Linked DNA regions of Xenopus laevis: region 2 is linked to region 1. A link is a contact called in public Hi-C data. All regions are on one chromosome and are shown on one strand. Each heading gives the region's core, a stretch centred on a gene start, on an enhancer-like site or on the middle of the called end of the contact. The rest is flanking DNA. Distances are from core to core; before and after follow the strand shown.

Region 1 (5,982 bases), core at 2,048-4,547:
GAAGAATCATGTTTTATTATTACAGAGAAAAAGGAAATCATTTTTTTTAAATTTGGATTAATTGGTAAAATAGAGTCTATGAGAGATGGCTTTTCCTTTATTCAGAACTTTCTGGATAACTGGTTTTCATATAATCGATACCATACCTGTACCTTTAATGCATGGCGTCAATACACGCACTGACTACATCTATTTATGTTCAGGAACATATAACGACCAATCAGTATGCTTCTGGGCTTCCTGTGCTAAAATAGAACCTGTCTGTGGTAGTAATATACAGATCAATACTGTCTCCTGTTGCCTCCAAAATCTCTTTAGTTTCAGCAAAAAATGTGTTACATTGCAAACATTAATATAGATTGTATCCTATATAACCCTGCGTTAAAACACTGAATAATTGTGTATGTTACATCTGCATCTTTTCACACTTCGTGAACCAAGATCTTGGAAACATGATATACCATTGCAGCAGATCATCTTGGTCTTCATATACCGACTTCATGTGACTACTACCATCTAAGATTTGACTACAGTCGTTTAGGAAATGCGATTTGGGGTTTGCAATTAAAGAAGGTTTTTGAAATGGCCCTTGTGCAGTCATTCTTATTTTTCACTCTATTCATTCTATTGGTTTTTTTGGAGATATAAAGAGCTAAAACCTTAGTTTCATTCACTCAGTAACTTGTAAAGATGTGTTACGGGCTCAGTTTCCAGTTTTATTCTTGCCTCAGGATGGCTGGCCACTTCCCTGTGACCTCTCATAGCCCTCCTATTGTGGAAGCAGCTAGCTAACAGGAGGTAGTCTGGTGTGTTGCTGGGCATGTTTGTACAAAACAAACATTTATGGCTTTCCAAAGAAATAAAAATAGCAGGGACACTTCATAAAGACATAGCTTAACGCAGAACTATGGCAAAAATGAAATAAATTGCATGTTTCATTTTCTTATTTAAAGCTGTGCCTTTTTAGGTAAAATGTGTCATAGACTTAAAAAATATAAATTGTTTCAGTAATACAGAACTAGCAAAGGCATGATTAGCAACTTGCACCTAAAGGTCTCATAACCATTGGGATCATGCTATTTACTTAGCCCTCCCTGTATAGATATCTGGTTGGTTATCACCATGTGAGTTCCAGGCAGCATTCGGAACAGAATGTACTGTTTTGGATTTACTAAAGTTCTGCCAGTTAAGCTTTTAGTTCATTATAAATGACAAAGCATGTCCAAACTGTCTTACTGCAGAGGTAACAGTTTATGTGAGCTCAGGACAAAAGATATCAAATACAAACTGGCAGATGATTAATAAGGCACAGCGTGTGAGAGCTAGGAGTCGAAATGGTGACAGTATCATGGTGATTGATATTTTTGGCCTAGAGAACACAAATTATATCAGTGTGCATTTAAAAAACATACATGCAGGTTATGGTTCTCTTATCTAGAAACCCAATATCTGGAGAGCTCCAAGTTATGGGAAGTGCATCTCCCAGAGTCAATTTAAACAAATAATTTGAATTGTTAAAAATTATTTTTTAAAAAAAAAAATCTGTAATAATTTAACGGTACTTTGTACTTGATCCTAACTAAGCTGCATGAATCCATATTGGCATATTGGTGGTAAAATGATGCCATTGGGTTTATTTTATGCTTAAACGTTTAGTCGACTTAAAGAGACACCACAAATTACGTCTGACGTTTTTACGTCTATCATTATATTGTCTTTGCATGCTAGCCATTGCCCATGTTCCTCTATGAGGGGGCTGTCATCTTTGTGCAGCAGAAGTCAGTTAGTATTAGAAACAACAGTCAGGTTGGCAAAAAGGACAGTCAGGTTGGCAAAATAGTCAGGTTTAGGAACTTCAAGTACCAATTACTTACAAAAGCAGACCTATCAGCAAAAAATGATCAACATGACCTATAGGTCAACTTTAAATGTACATTAATATTTTGAAGAGCTGTTTTTTAGTGTCAGTGTCACTTTAAGGTATGGCAATCCAAATTACAGAAAAACCTTAATCTGGAAAACCCCAAGCATTCCAGTTAATAGCACATAAGACATACCAATAGCAGGGACACTTCATAAAGAGATACCTTTGGGGTTTATTTTAAGTTTAGATGTTTCTCAGGAGACTTGGTATGGTGATCCAAATTACAGAAAAAAAACCCTAATCTGGAAAACCCCAGGTCCCTAGAATTCCAGGTAACAGATCTTTTAAATGTATATTCTTAATTCAAAGGTGTAAAGTTAGCCCATCAGTACACAATAGCTGCCAGTATTTAAGCTTGGGTTTATATGCCTCCATCAGGGCTGCTATTAGTACAGTGGCAATCGGTGGAGAACTGGGGGAAGGTCCTAAGAAGGTCTTTAATCACAGTCAGACATAGTCAATAGGCCAAAGCAGTGTTGGACTGGAATGCCAGCGGCCAACCAGAAAACCTTAGATTGTGGGCCCACCAGAAAACTCTAGACCATGGGCCCACTTTACAAACTATTATTCCTCCTCTCCTCACTCAACCTCTTTATTCTCCTAGTCTTTTATTTCTACTATATTCTTCCATTATTAATCATGTTTTCCTATAAAGAAATAAGGAATGACTGTGAAATAGGCCAAATGGTTAGAAGCAAGAGGGCCTTTTAACACCCGGACCCACCGGGAGTTTTCCTGGTATTCCGGTGGGCCAGTCCGACACTGGGCCAAAGTACAGGGTAGGCAGCATGAATCAGAAAAGAAGCACTGGTCTGGGGGCAAACAAGACATAATCAGAAAAAGAACATGCCAAGGAACACAAAGAACTAGTTCAACAATTGGGCAGTATGTGGAGGAAGTGGGCAGCTATTTAAAGGATTTGGTAACAAATTATGTCATCACAGAGAACCACATCACTTGAAGAGCATTTAGTCTTAGTGATACCTGCCAAGAATTTTAACAATACTTGTCCTCTGGGAGCACTCAGTCTCCTTACACAGCCATCTAGATGCTGGGAACTACAATTACTTACATCCTTTACTGCGGGCTGATGTTTACAAGAGCCGCAAAACTTGGGAATTGATATTAATCCGAAATACTCAGCATGTACTGTATGTAGGAAATGTTTGATAGATGCATAACATGCTCTATTCAGATTTTAGCATTCACGGAATTTAGGGAAGCCCTCATTGTAATCAAGAGCAGCATATTCAAAATTATACATTTCATTTTTGGATATTGATATGAAAGTGATATCCCCTAAAAATATACATCTGAATCTAAAACAAATTTTCAGTAAACTATTCTATGCGTTTTAAAATCAGCTTTTTGCACACTGTATGCAGAGCGATACTGGTTCAGCACTTGATGCTTGGCAGTGCCACTAGGTGGCAGTACGTATGTTCAAGTTTCAGTGAACTTGATAGCACATTAACTTTTCCTAAAGGTTTCATTTCTACGGCGACCTTTAACAAAATGTATTCCCAGGGAGCATCTCAGAACCATTTTTGTGTCCAATTTGGATACAATAAAAGACAGCTGCAGCTAAATGCACAGCGATATTTCTTCTGCAACTGTGTCTTAAAGTCTCGGATTAACATAATACAAAACCACAGTTATCTGGCAGAAGAGTATCTGCCTGATAATAGAACACATTACAGATCATTTGGAATTAAGAATTTATTTTGCAGGGGTGGAATGTGTCCCACATAGTCAAGCAGCAATCTGTAACCTCTGCAAGACGCGTCCTCTTTAAAGGAGAACTAAAGCTGAACTAAAGAAGTAGCTAGAAATGTTGTACATTATGTTTTGTGCTTCTGTACCAGCCCAAGGCAAACACAGTCCTTTAGCAGTAAAGATCTGTGTCCCCAAAGATGGCCCAGAAGCTCCCCATCTTCTATTCTGCTGATTCACTGCACATGCTCTGTGCTGCTGTCACTTACTGAGCTTAGGGACTCACTCACAATATACAGTACACATAGAATAGAAATGTCACAATATAAGGCTGATTAGTAATTAATACAGATAATTACTACATGGCAGTACAGAAACCAGTGCAATTAGCATCAGAATTTAATAATCAGCCCTATAGCATCAGCTCATATTACAGACAAACCTCATTTTCTGCTTGATAATTTGCGACGACCACTAAGCTTAGCTTCTCAATAACTACTCAGAGCCCACTGAGCATGTGAGTGTCGCAGACACTTTCCAAGATGGTGACCCCCTGTGACAAGTCCTGGATCATTGCTGCTATTGAGAACCTGTAACTTTAGGCTGGTGCAATAGGTTCATTATATAAAATATGGCATTTGAGCCATATTCATTTTTAGGATTTAGTTCTCCTTTAGGTTGCACTATGTAATAACCAGATACAATTAAAGATGGTAGGATGAAAATCTTGTGTAATACATTTTATAGTATACTATTTTGGTTTCCTGGGGAATAAGTCCTGTGGTATTCCCAATTTATAATATGACAATTAAGTAGACACCCTTGAATTTTAGCCATCTATATCGTGTTTATTATTGCTTGTTTTTTTTGGTTTATATTCGCCAAACTTTTCAGGAAAGGTACTTCAGTTAATAGACATATACATTATTTTCAGTAGGCACAAATACAAAGATAGCCATTTCTTCGGTAGTACTCACATACCAGGCCTCCAACCCAACTATACCTGCTCTCATTTCATTGGTGAGGGTTTCCACCTTCTCAAATGAAAATATCCAGTGGCAACATAAGACCAAAATATGGCTTCTTTAGCTCAGGATTAGATCTTTATTCAAGCAGTGGCAAATGACCACACAGGTATCAAGAACAGAAGTAGGATTTAGTTGAAAGACTCAATGAACGCATTATTCCTATGCCTGAATATCTCCACCCCCCCACCATGATCTTTAAAGGGGTTAACTGACTACGAAAATGAAAGTTAATTAACGTGCTTTGTTGTACATTATTAGATCCTGATTTAATCTCTCTTATTACAAATGACTGAGGCAGTAGAAGTGTTATCACAAGGGAAAAATATGCAATTATCTATAGAAAGAATAAATTGATTTCAGAATAGCATCTCTATACTGATTCAACTGAGTAGGTCTCACCTGCTCATTAACACACATGCAGAAATAGGATCATTTATAAAGCTATACCCTGAGGTTTGGCCAGATGATTCTGCTAGTAAGTCTTATTTTCTTCCTATGTGTTATCATGCAGTCTTGCAGTTTGCCATCCATTTTGTCTCCCCCAGCAATTGCTCAGGATGGCAGAAAGAGATACAGCAGCAGGAGAGAAATTATGTAAAAGGCTTTCTGTCATCTCCCTGGAATTACTAAGTATAAAAATGGAGACCATTTAAATTAGTCTCTATGGGTTGGGGAAGGTCTCAACAAAGGATCAGAGTTCACTTTTGATCTTTGCTACTCTGTCCTTACCATCATCCTGTGTCCCTTGGAGGGGAAAAACATTTCAATTATCCTGAACATGGTCACAGTTAACAGCAGGCAGATAGTGGAGAAACAGCAGATTTCTGGCCAGGTCAGACCCTAACCAGAACAAATAGACATCAACACAGGCTGACTGGAAAAAAGACAGGATAGGAATAGAATGGTACATGACAGGACGAGGCAGGTTGGATTCTGAATAAAAAAAAAAAGTTTAACAAATGGAATAAGGCTGGAGCAATGTAACCCAAAATAACCCAATTAGTCAAGAAACAAGAACTTAAAACCATGATTAGCCTGGTAGCCAGACTCTTGCCCTGTATAAGTCAACTACAATGTGGAGAAAACAGCAAGCGGCATGCTGGCCTAGGCCCGGGCCTTTGTGGCCTGCCCACAAATTTGTGCCTGGCTACGGCCACCCTGAATGTGACTGCAATTTCAGAAGATCAATAGGTGTAACAGAATTACATTCATAGAATAATATGCCAATATAATTTTTATGCCAAGAGGTGGGAGTGACTGAATGCTGACTCCGACATTGTTATCCGCAACTTGCAACTGATTGGCTCCTACATAAAT
Region 2 (5,982 bases), core at 1,374-3,873, 170 kb after region 1:
AATAATAGACATTTTTAAAAATGATTTCCCTTTTCTCTGTAATAATAAAACAGTAGCTTGTACTTGATCCCAACTAAGATATAATTAATCCTTATTGGAAGCAAAATCAGCCTACTGGGTTTATTTAATGTTTACATGATTTTCTAGTAGACCTAAGGTATGAAGATCGATCGCAATTATGGAAAGATCTGTTATCTGGAAAACCCCAGGTGCCGTCCATTCTGGATAACGAGTCCCCTACGTATAGGACTAATATAAAAGTGGACCCTCTTAGCACCTATATTTGCAAATAAGCAGGCGGTAGGAGGGAAGTGATGTATATTTTTTTTCCGTAGTCTCTGCTGACCCCTCTGGCAGTCCAAGAACTAACCCATTTGCTACCATGTGCCTTAGGGCTGTAGCTGCAATGCCAAACAGAGAAGATAAATCCATATGAACGAAGAGTTTGAGCGAATTCATTCTATATACTCCCAGATACCCTTGGATAGTAGAAAATGCTAAATTTCCCTGTGTGCTCAATGTGTTCTCTCCTCTATTTGGGGGGACTCTGTCATTCGGATAAATCAGAAAAAGATAAAAATACGTTTTTCCCCTCCGGTCTCTGCCTTTCCTTACAAGCGATGCCGTTCATAGGCAATTGATGCACAAATATACAGAGATTTCACGGTTTCCCTAAACCAGTCAGTGTCTGGGCTGGACGCATTCATATAAAGGTTCTAATCAAAATGTCAAACGCTAGTCCCAAACCCAGCACCGCACTGATTAGGGACACACGAGCGCCTGAAGTCTCTGCGCCGCGCTCCAAATTGTCACTTATTTCAGATAGAATTGGCGACTCTTCCCCGGTCGAGGTTCAGGTCACCATGTTCAGTTGTATCAAGGGGAATTGTAGAAGGAGCATTTGTGATTTGTGTAATTCCCCCGACTGAAGCGTATCAGGAGATATCATCCTTCACATGGCTATAGGAATCCGTCGAATTAAACTTGATGGATGCGTGTCTTTTTTCAGCCTACTATGTTACTACGGATCCAAAAGAATGGAATTATCCATAGTACATTTCTATATAGTGGCCTCCAGTTTTGCATCTGATCCCCAAAGCTTATAAAGAATTCCAAAGCTTGAAATCATATCAGGGGTGCCCTTCCATCTGTTGGTAAAGGAAATTAGGGCTGCTGGGAGCTGTAAATATATATATATATATATATATATATATATATATATATATATAAAACCGCTGGGTGACTGCATTACAGCCATAAAGGGGTTAAAAGTGAGTTTGTAGCTATAAAGAAATTCTACTTGTTTCTCTTGCCTTTCCTCACAATGGGGGTTTAATGTCTGTCATGGAAGGACAGCCGTTCTGCATTGGATCCCTGTCACAGCGCATAGTAATGAGCACAATCTCTAACCTGAGGACGTAAGGGCAGAATAATTATCAAATAATCCCTTATTAAAATCCTAACGAGCAGCATTAAACATCAGCCAAGGAAAGGGCCAAGCAGCACACGCTCCTTGCAGCAAAACAGGATAATATCAACAATTACCCAGTATAAGCTCATTAGGACGGGGGCCGGAGAGTGGCTCGGTGCTGGGGGGGTGACAGTGAAGGACAGTGACAAGGAGCTCTCCAATCACATAATGGTTTAATAAGCAGCTGGGACACAATGAGGGGTCGAACGCAGAGGGGGAAAAAAAAAAATTCTGCCTCTTGCTTACTGAACCTGAAGGCGACATTAACCCCTTCAGCAGCTCCATATTCGCCGCTAATAGAAACGTCAGTGGGAGCGCTTGCGGGCAAATAAATATTCAGGCCTTGTGTGCCTGTCTTTCTGTTTATCAGGAGTGTATAAAATGTGCTTGTTATTTCTCATCTGGATGTTTAGTGTCAGGAAACCAGGGGAAATTTTTTTTTTTTTAAAAAAATGCATTTTAATCTTCCCCCATCAGCGCTGAGAATAGTGACCTGACACTGATGAACCAACCGGCTGATGTGTGCCAATAGTATCCCTGTACCAGTGTAATAAAAGGTGCAATGTTTGTCCAGGTCTAGTAACCCATATTGGTTGCTATAGGTTACAAGACCGTTACCCCATTAGATATCTAGTAGAAGTAAATCTAGAGCAACTGCACTTGCTACTTACACTGCTCCATTGTGATCGGATTATTGGAAGATTTATATGCCGAGGATTTCCCGTACCAGTCAGATGAACTGACGAAACTGCTGGATGAGTAGTGAAACGTGTTCAACAGGCCTGGACTGGGAGTCAAAATAGGCCCTGCCATGGCAAGTACACAGAGGTCCAAACAGCCCCCTATATGGTAACTTTCTATGGAACCATACAGCAGCCCCTCTGGCATTTGCCAGAACCCACAGATTGCCAGTCCGGACACTGATTACTCAGCAAGTCCAGTTGTTTTAGATTTACTTCTACTAGATATACCATGACCTGAATGAATAAAAGCTTCATAGACGTTACCCCATTAGCCTTTTTCTGGGATTCAGTCTGCCTAATGGGCTAGGAGCTTACAAGCTACATGCCATTTAAACATCCCCAGTTTTCCTGTATGTTTAGGGTTGCCACCTTTTGATGGGGGGCCGGGACAGAAGGGGTGGTCCGTGCTGTAAAATGGGTTGGAGCCACAGCGTGCAATGGCCAGAGCACAGGTTGAGGAGCTGAGAAAAGTTACGTTTTCAGCGGATTGAGGACGGGCCAAGGGCTTTTGTTAAGGGTATTACAAATTTACCGGTAACTATATTGCCAGTAAATTTGTAACACCGGCCCTGGCCTTGGCAGGTGTTTTTACCGGCTAGGATAGTAAAATAGCGGCAGGATGGCAACTCTATGTACGTTCAATCACACCACACGCATCATTTGTACTTAGCTCAAGTGACACGTCCCCTATACGTAACTGATACTAATGGTATTGACATTTGTACTCTTTGCAGATGGCGGTTTTACAGAGTCCTTTCTATGGAGACAAAATGAACTTGTTTTCCCTGTGTCAGAAGATAGAACAGTGTGACTACCCTCCTCTGCCCAAAGAACACTACTCGGAAAAGGTAAGCACTTGGTATATGTCTAGGGGGAACAAGTGGTCCTGCAATTGGATCCTGGGCAGTCTCCCCAACCAGATCTTGCTGCTCACGTGCTTCAAATTAACTTGAAAAGGGCAAGAAACTTAAGGCGAAAGCTTGCCCAAGACATTACCCATACAAAGCAAACGCGCTAGCTGCTGATTGGTTTCTACGGGTTGCTAGACAGTAGCAAACATTATTCCATAACAAAATGTCGCCTTTGTTTAAATGATGTTAAAACAGCCAAAAAATAGTATTGAGTTCAATCTCGGTTTAAATTAGCGGTACGTTAAAGGACTAGGGAATTATGATAGTGAGCCCCACCACCTCCTTATTAATCCTTTTCCTGGGATCTTTTCCACTGCTCTACGCCCGTGTATATTAAGCACAGTACACACGCTGCCTAGGAGTTATCCTTGACTCGCATTTGTCCTTTTTAAATTATTGGTACGTTAAAAGACTAGGGAATTATGACAGTGAGCACCACCACCTCCTTATTAATCCACCACACATTCAAACACTTGCAAAATCTTGTCGTATTTAACTGCGCAACATTGCCCAAATACGACCATATCTCAGTTCAGAATCAACTAAAACACTGATTTAGTCTCTCATCATCTCCCGCCTTGATTACTACAACCTACTCTTCGCAGGTATTCCAACAAGTCACCTTTCACAACTTCAATCAGTTCTAAATGCGGCTGCTAGACTCATTCATCTATCTCACCGCTCAACATCAGCTGCTCCCATATGTATGTCCCTTCACTGGCACCCAATCTCCTCTAGAATCAAATTCAAATTACTAACACTCACATTCAAGGCCCTTAATAATGAAGCCCCTCCCTATATTTCATCTCTGAACTCCAAATACTCTCCTTCACAAAACCTTTGCTCTGCTTCTGATCTTCACCTCTCTTCTCTCATCACTTCTGCCCATCCTTGTCTACAAGACTTCTCTCTGGCTTCTGCTTCTCTCTGCCTTTCCCCTTCTTTCCAAACTTTCAAGCGCTCCTTAAAGACCCACCTGTTTAAAGAAGCTTATTCAACGTACCTTAATTAATCAATCCTAATGTCTCAATTGTACCCTAACATTTAGTTTGGTAACTGTAATTTGTAGGGCCCTCTAATCCTATTGAACTCTGTAACCCTTGTTTGTTATCCGCCATTTATTCCCTGTTTGTTATATCTAGGGTAAAGCACTGCGTATCTTGTCGGCGCTATGTAAGTAAATGATGATGATGAAAAGTTATATTCCACCGCACCGGGTATCAGACATGGAGGAGTGATGCTCTCACCACTAGTTACCTGGACCAGTGCATTTTTTAGCTAAAAAGAGAGATGGCCCAGAGTTTGAGGATAGGAACTATAATCACTGCAGGGTGCCTAATAGTTTGGAACCCCCATTGATTACCCATTTCTCTAATCTGCCAAAAAGAAAAACCTCACCCTGTACTATGAGAAACCACACTGCATGTGTGTTAAGTCTAGTCTTAGCAGAGGAGGGTTGGAGAGGTCTCTTTATTACAGAGCAGAGGGATGTTCACCTCTTTTTTTCATAAAGTTTAATACCAAAAACAGATGCCATGGCAGGGAACAGAAATCTCCAGGTACACAAATAGGGCAGAGACACACGTGGAGATTTCTTGGAAAGTCGCTGGCGAGGAAACTTCGGGCAAATTCGGAAAAAGGAAGTGCTCCGAGTGCCATTCCGCCAGAGATTTAGATTCTAGCCAACAGGAAGACAGTTTGGGGAGATTAGTCGCCCGAAGAAGAGGCGATTTGTTGCCGGGCGACTAATCTCCCCGTGTGTCTCTGCCCTTAATGTGTCAGGTTCTGCATAAATCCAAACCATGGAACTGTTTAATAAAGGTATGGGACCTTCTATGCAGAATGTGCGGGACCTGGGGTTTTCTGGATAACAGATCTTTCCATAATTTGGATCTTCATACCTTACCTACTAGAAAATCATATAAACACTAAATAAACCCAATAGGCTGGTTTTGCTTCCAATAAGGATTAATTATATCTTAGTTTGGATCAAGTACAAGCTACTGTTTTATTATTACAGAGAAAAAGGAAATCATTTTTCAAATTTTGGATTATTTGGATAAAATGGCATCTACGGCCTTTCTGTAATTCAGGTTTCCGGATAACAGATCCCGCACCTCAGGGCCTGCTGGTAGGGATGGGCGATTTTGACCCGTTTCATTTTGCCAAAATTCGTTTTTGTTTTTTGATGCACAAGTCTATGGGCGTCACTTTGCGGCGAAACAAGGCGAAAAAATTCACCCATCCCTACCTGCTGGTGATACCATCTTTGCTTCAGCAACAGCAGCGCTTGAATTCATACTTTTGTAAAATCATACAAAGGGGCCCATGAAAATCCACTTTCCCATTTTATCAAAACGGCACAGAAACGATTTGCTGGCAGCGTGCGTAGTGTTAGTGGACGAACGCCAATCGCAGAAAGGATATAACGTGAAATTGTCCCCCGGAAACAAACAAAAAATGACAGTTGTATGGATTTAATCTCTATGAATCCTGTTGGTGCAGCACTGATGTGAGGCCCAGATGCAGAATACAAGGTCTGCAGCTATTTAGTGGGACTCCGAAGCAAAGTGCAGGCATAATCCTGACTGTGAATAGAAAGCCTCTGCTGTTTCTGTATTTCATGCAGCTCAGTATTTGCCTGCTGGCTGGAGGAATTAGTGTAAACTGACAGATGTGTTTCCTGTCTGTACAATTAGTGTCTGTCCACCTCCCTCTGGCAGTGCTAAAGAGCACATGTACGTACAGTGATACAATTCAGGGTGCGAAGGAGTGTTTAAGGCTCCCAAGCACCAGCTCGGGCAGAGCCAGGCTCCAGATGGTGTGAATACTCTATTAGCCCAGTGCCGAGATTGGA

Evidence for each region. Hi-C and Micro-C count contacts between places; a contact is called where the count stands out from the background.
Region 2: a Hi-C map of the XTC cell line shows a contact between it and region 1, with 2.8 times the contacts expected there. The contact joins two enhancer-like sites. A contact is called at or near these places in 2 of 4 Hi-C or Micro-C datasets (the XL177 cell line and the XTC cell line).

The regions. Positions count from the first base shown.
Region 1 is chr8L:17,266,049-17,272,030 of Xenopus_laevis_v10.1, forward strand. No RefSeq gene overlaps it. Among protein-coding and RNA genes, the nearest start is that of LOC121396886, 50 kb to the right of the region's middle. Within about 2 kb of position 3,298, at least 1 of the 7 cell types and tissues checked has an H3K27ac peak or open chromatin away from gene starts, as enhancers often do.
Region 2 is chr8L:17,440,163-17,446,144 of Xenopus_laevis_v10.1, forward strand. nek6.L (NIMA-related kinase 6 L homeolog) reads left to right here. Exons shown (of 10, transcript NM_001097145.1): 9 at 2,949-3,062. Among protein-coding and RNA genes, the nearest start is that of psmb7.L, 47 kb to the right of the region's middle. Within about 2 kb of position 2,624, at least 1 of the 7 cell types and tissues checked has an H3K27ac peak or open chromatin away from gene starts, as enhancers often do.